2 separate regions of the Mus musculus genome follow, and region 1 is linked to region 2. Evidence: chromatin contacts called from public ChIA-PET data. All regions are on one chromosome and are shown on one strand. Each heading gives the region's core, a stretch centred on a gene start, on an enhancer-like site or on the middle of the called end of the contact. The rest is flanking DNA. Distances are from core to core; before and after follow the strand shown.

What was found. ChIA-PET counts read pairs in DNA pulled down with a chosen protein or histone mark.
Region 1: a contact with region 2 is called in an RNA polymerase II ChIA-PET map of memory CD8 T cells, with 727 read pairs. The contact joins the enhancer-like site here to the promoter of Ttf2 in region 2. A contact is called at or near these places in 4 of 15 datasets of contacts at CTCF or cohesin (CD8 T cells, the G1E-ER4 cell line, the NIH/3T3 cell line and 1 more), 26 of 484 Hi-C or Micro-C datasets (the Ba/F3 cell line, the C10 cell line, CD4 T cells and 17 more), 8 of 115 datasets of contacts at active chromatin or transcription factors (CD8 T cells, bone marrow-derived macrophages, double positive thymocytes and 5 more) and 3 of 9 other capture datasets (adipose tissue, embryonic stem cells and liver).

The regions. Positions count from the first base shown.
Region 1 is chr3:101,009,229-101,012,309 of GRCm38.p6, reverse strand. Cd101 (CD101 antigen) reads left to right here. Exons shown (of 9, transcript NM_001167906.2): 6 at 120-524. Among named protein-coding and RNA genes, the nearest start is that of Cd101, 19 kb to the left of the region's middle. Within about 2 kb of position 1,524, at least 112 of the 459 cell types and tissues checked have an H3K27ac peak or open chromatin away from gene starts, as enhancers often do. A contact at or near this core is called in the Ba/F3 cell line, CD8 T cells, the G1E-ER4 cell line and 12 more, where this site is marked.
Region 2 is chr3:100,968,383-100,971,198 of GRCm38.p6, reverse strand. Ttf2 (transcription termination factor, RNA polymerase II) reads left to right here and starts at 1,536. Exons shown (of 23, transcript NM_001013026.2): 1 at 1,536-1,579; 2 at 1,664-1,766. The coding sequence starts at 1,552.

The sequences.
Region 1 (3,081 bases), core at 275-2,774, 41 kb before region 2:
TCATGTCACTCCAGGAACACAAGTGTGTGGCCCTGTGTAAAGGGGGCATTGAGAAAACTTGGAAGTCCCCGAGCTTGGACCTGGTAAACAGGAAGTGTGTCTCACATTCTCCCCCACAGAGTCAAGTTTACGAGTTAATCTGATGAGCCGTCAGCCACAAGTGATGCTAGCCCATACCTTCCACCTGTCCTGTGTAGTGAGGGCCAACTACTCGGATCTCAAGCTGCCGTTCTCGGTAACGTGGCAGTTCCAGCCAGCGGGCTCTGGAGCCTTTCATCGGCTTATTCGAATTGCCCACAATGGCACCGTTGAATGGGGGGACGTCCTCTCCCAGATCCACAGGAAGACGAAGGTGTCACAGTCTTTCTTTCGTTCTCAACTCCAAATCTACGATGCAGCTATGGAGGAGACAGGGGTGTATCGGTGTACAGTGGAGGTTTATGACAGAGATTCCATATGCACAAGTGGCCCAGCCAGAGTATCTGCCACCTCTAACCTATTAATGATTACTGTCACCTTTCCAGGTAAGTGATACTTGACATTGAGCCTTTTTTAAAAAAGAAAAGAATATCCTTTTTTTTTTGGCCAGGTTTAGTGCATACCTATAATCCCAGTATTCAGGAGGCCAAAATAGGAGAATTGAGAATTTGAGGTCAGCCTAGGCTGAAATAGTGAGCCCCTGTCTCAAATAACAACGGAGCTCCTCCCACTTTGTGTAAACTATAGAAACAGACATAATGTATCCATTCACCACGTTTGTCCTGGTAAAGTGAGCATGATTTAATGGCATCAACATGAAGTTAGTATACGTGGAATGGCCACATTGGTTGCTAAAACAATGAAATACTTCCTTAGCAGCTAATAACCACTGCTCTTTGACCTTTCCACACCTGCCACGAGTTCTCATTGCCAGCAGCCTCATGATACTGTGTGGCACAGCTGAGCCTCAAGAACCTCCTACAGGGCAGATGATATTTTAAGTCAGTCACTGCTGGTACTCCAGCGTGGTTTTCGTATTTGGAAGTGGTGGGGAATCATGCAAATTCTATTAGAATACTGTCTTAGGGTTTTATTGCTGTGAAGAGACACCATGACCATGGCAACTCTTATAAAGGAAAACATTTAATTTGGGCCTGTCTTATAGTTTCAGAGGTTCAATCCATTATCATCATGGCTGGAAGCATGACAGCATCCAGGCAAATGTAGTGCTGGAGAAGGAGCTAACAGTTCTACATCTTGATCCACAGGCAGCAGGAAGAGACTGTGTGCCACACTGTGGATAGCTTGGGCAATAGAAAACCTCCCAACCTCAGTGACACACTTCCTCCAACAAGGCCACACCTCCTAATAGTGCCACACTCCCTATGGCCAAGTATTCAAACACATGAGTTTATAGGGGGCATAACCATTCAAACCACAACAAATATGCTTAGCTGCCTCTTTTAATATATTAACATGTAAGAGAGACTTTGTGGTTCCAAGTCCAATTCAGTCTTAATGCAATAGCAGAACACAGAGGCTGAAAGTGAAACCCTCCCTAGCCTGAGGTTCTGCCACGCCTTGTGCTTCCTCTTTCCTGATTTGCTGTGAGGGACTTTGAGATGGCTCAGATGTGATAAGCTCCAGGTTTGGGCAAGTCACTTAATCTATCCCTACCGTAGTCAACACCTCGATAAATCTCTGACGTAACATTGAACTGGGGTGTGTCTATTGTGCCCCCAAAGCAAATAGTCTTGCATGGCAGCCACCACCTGCTCTGTGCTGCTGAGCAATGTTTTTGTTAATAGTCGTGATCTTGCTCATGAATTCATGCCTTGACTTACTCGCTCTTCCCATGATGTCTGAGATTGCTTCCACGAGCCTTGCTTGCTCTCGGCTCCACGCCATGAGGTTTCCTTCCTAACACCAAGAATTCCTTCTCCTCCTCCTCCTCCTCCTCTTCCTCCTCCTCCTCCTCCTCTGAGTCGCTATATTAATTCTTTTGTTTGTTTTTGTTTTTGTTTTTGTTTTTGACGGTGTACAGTCTAGCCTGAAGTTCTCAGTCCTTCTGCCCCAACCCACTAAGTGCTCTGGTTACAGGTGTATGCTCCAATGCTTGGCTTGGCTTTTCTTTCTAAACTAGTCTTGTTAGGTGACCAGGAATGACCCTGAACTTCTGAACCTCCTCCTTGGTACTCATGCACTCGTCCCATTGAGCCCAGGTGGTTTTGTTTGTTTGTTTGTTTTGTTTTTTAAAGCAACTGTTCTTAGATATGTCCTCTGAGTCTCCACGTTTTTCTAGGGGAAACAATTCTTCCCGTGGATACAATCTACTTGTTGACAACCTCTGTGTTCATTACCCAGAATGGTTTGTCTTCTGGTCTTGGAATTTACATCTAACTGCTTCCAAGGCATGCCTATATTCAGTGTCATAGCGTAGGTCGTTATCATTGTCCCTTCCATATTGTTCATGATGTGGTGGTCCTCCCCACGTCCCAGCACCACAGATTAGAAACCTTGTCCTCCGCATGTCCAAACTCCCATGACAGGCATAAAAGATCTTTTATACTCACTTGTCTCTTCATCGCCTCCTACTTTCCATCCTAGATCTGACTTCCAACCAAACTCAACTGCCTGGATTCGATAATCCCCACTTCCTTTTATGTGGAAATCCTTTGCTCTCTATTCATCAGAATGACTGCTATTGATCTTCAAGGCTCAGTTCAGAGACGTCTCCCCTCACTCCTGACCTTGGGTTAGATAAATCTGCTGGGGGATCCTAACATTTGTTCCATTACTGCATATCTCTGTCCTATATTGGTGACCAATTCCAGGAAGTCTTTGTTCCTATCCTATAACTTCCTCTAAACCGTGGTTCACTGACAGGAGCTATATACAAAATACCTAGAATAGTCTGGTATGTGATACACAATGTGATTAATAAATGTTTGTTGAAGGGGGAATTCAGGGACCTACTGGTAACATCAAGAAAAGTAGAGTTATCAACAAGAGATGGCAAAGAGGTTTGTGACATTTATTGTTCATCTTAGGACAAAGGAGAGGCCACTGGTGTTAAGGGATAGCAGACCCAAGTCCATGTGG
Region 2 (2,816 bases), core at 287-2,786:
AAACCAAAATTCTCACTACAAGAATCACCGTGGTCCTCTTTCCCCAAACCTTAGTGTTTGTGGTCTCCACCTCCTCAGATGGTATCCACTTCACATGCATATAATACAGATCTTGGAATTGCAATCTAGGAATAAAGAAAATCTGTTTGTATAAACTTTCACTGGAGAACTGGGGTGGGGCGTGCCACACTGCGTGCACTTGGAAATTCATCTCTCTCTCAAGCTCTCCGGGGTTTGCTGCTGACTCCATTCATCTTGACATTTATATACTATTTTATATTTATTTAAGCATTAGGTAGAGGCTAGTTCAGCTTCTTCCACTCAGTAAGCCCCTTGTGGTTAGAACAGTTGCTTTAAATGTATGCATTAAATGAACTTTATATTTCTCAAACACCTACTCCTCTTGGGACACCAAAAAAGCTATTTAGTAAGAACTGCTTAATTCATAAATGATACCTCGGGACTGTCTGGACTCTGAACTCCTAAAACATTTACAGCCTCCATATAGCCCAGACTTCTTAGACATTGCAGCTTTTCTGTCCTCATAGCAGTTGTGTGTGCCACTCCAAGACACATGATCTTCAACTGCTGAAATATGAAGTCATGGCTATTGCAGCCAAGCTCCGATAGTCATTCCTCACCTTCTGCTCACTGAAAGAATCCATTACAAGTTCTTTCCTTTCCTTTTCTTTCTTTTTTTTTTTCTTTTTGGTTTTTCGAGACAGGGTTTCTCTGTGTAGCCCTGGCTGTCCTGGAACTCACTTTGTAGACCAGACTGGCATTGAACTCAGAAATCTGCCTGCCTCTGCCTTCCAAGTGCTGGGATTAAAGGCGTGCGCCACCATGCGTCACTCTCGGTTTTTTAAAAGTACAAATGCAAAATAAGTTCAAAAGGTTTGACAATGCAAAACACACAATGTAAAATTAGTAAGCACGCAAGGTCTTGTATTGCCCTCAGGTTCTTCTCTCAGACCCAGGGCGTCCACACCAGGCGGTCCTTAGAACCTCACCAGGGGAAGGCAGCCTAAGACTCAAAGAGCGCGGAACCTGGAACTGAGATCTGTGCAGATGTTCAATCTTTGGTGACCCCGTGGACGCCCTGCACTCATTTAAAGGTTGCCCGGGGTCCTAAGGGAGTCTTTGTGCTTATTACAGACTATGCAGTAGATTCCCAAAGTTTTAAGGGATGCTCCCGCCTTTTGGCCGCCTCAAGTTGAAGTGTTCCCGCCCACAGTGGCTGCTTCCCGAGCAGGCAAGCGGCTCTGGCTCCCTCTGGGTCTAGTGGTTCCTCTGGAGTCTCCCAAGCTCAGCCTCGTCCACTTCTCTCCAAGTCCTGCTTTCCCCAAGCCAGGGAGCATGCCGGCGTCCTCACTGGAGCTCAGCCACGCCTCCTCACTCCAAGTTTGATTTCAGAGCGCGCCAAGCCTGAGGGAGACTGTAATTGGTTGAAAGTGAGAGACTCTCCCGCTTGATTGGTGGAGTGTTGTGGTGGGCGGGACGGGGCGGAGTCAAAGACGGAAACCCGGCGGGCCAGGGCTTCCTGGCTGCGGTATGGACCTGGTTAAGTGTCCGGAGCACGGTAAGGCCTCAGTCTCGGGATTTCCCTCCCGGGGACTGTGGGACTGGCTTGGAGTGGCCGATGCTGACCTTCTTGTTTCCTCAGGGGACGCCTGCTTCTTAAAGACCGGCGTCCGCGATGGCCCGAATAAGGGAAAGAGCTTCTACGTGTGCCGGACGAACACATGCGGCTTCGTGCAGGCCACCGAGTGAGTCTCCAGCCCGGCCCGGTTACACGGAGTGACCCAGCCTGGTCACTTCAGCTGCCTTGGGACGCGGACTCACCCACACTCCGATCCTTCTAGAGTCTGCTTCAAGTTTCTAGGCACCTGTCTGGCCTTACTTAGCCACTCCCCTTTGCCCCGGCATCCTTTCTGCTCCCTCTAAAAAGTGTAAACAAACAGTGGACATGGGAATTAATTTGCTAGTCTTGTACCAATTTTAGGTCGCCATTTAAATTTTACGTTTAAGGTTAAAACATGTTAATTAGACACAAGCTTTTCTCCTTCATCTAGTGGCATGACGTTAACAACCCAGAGAGAGCCAGAGTCTTTAGGGCAGTGTTTCTCAACCTGCGGGTCACGACCTTCAGGATCTAAGGACGCTTTCACAGGGGTTGCATTTCAGTTATCCTGCAAATCAGATATTTTTACATTGCGATTCAAAACGGCAAAAATTACAGTTATAAAGTAGCAATGGGAATGATTTTATGATTGGGGTCACCATAACTGTTGTAACGGGTATTAGGAAGGTTGAGAACCGCTGCTGTAGGGAGTTAGTGCTGAAAGAAACATCAGAGGTTGATGTGGATCGCAGGTTCTGCAGATGTGAAAGCTGAGACCTAGAAACCTCAAGCATCTTGTCTAAAGTGAGGAAAGTCAAGTGTGACAATCTTTTTTTTTTTTTTTTTTTTTCCCAGACAGGGTTTCTCTGTATAGCCCTGGCTGTCCTGGAACTCACTCTGTAGACCAGGCTGGCCTCGAACTCAGAAATCCGCCTGCCTCTGCCTCCCAAGTGCTGGGATTAAAGTCGTGCGCCACCACCGCCCGGCAAGTGTGACAATCTTAACATACCGGGTGTTGACATTCTCGAAGTGAAATTACACTGTGGTGTCATTTAACATTTCTCCCTGCTCTCTATTCAGCTGGACTTTGTAGAGCATGGTTATTTTTTTTTCAGTATCATAGCTATACTAATATACTAATGAATATTAGTAATATACTAATGAATAGTAGTACTGGAATAACTTGTATGATTTG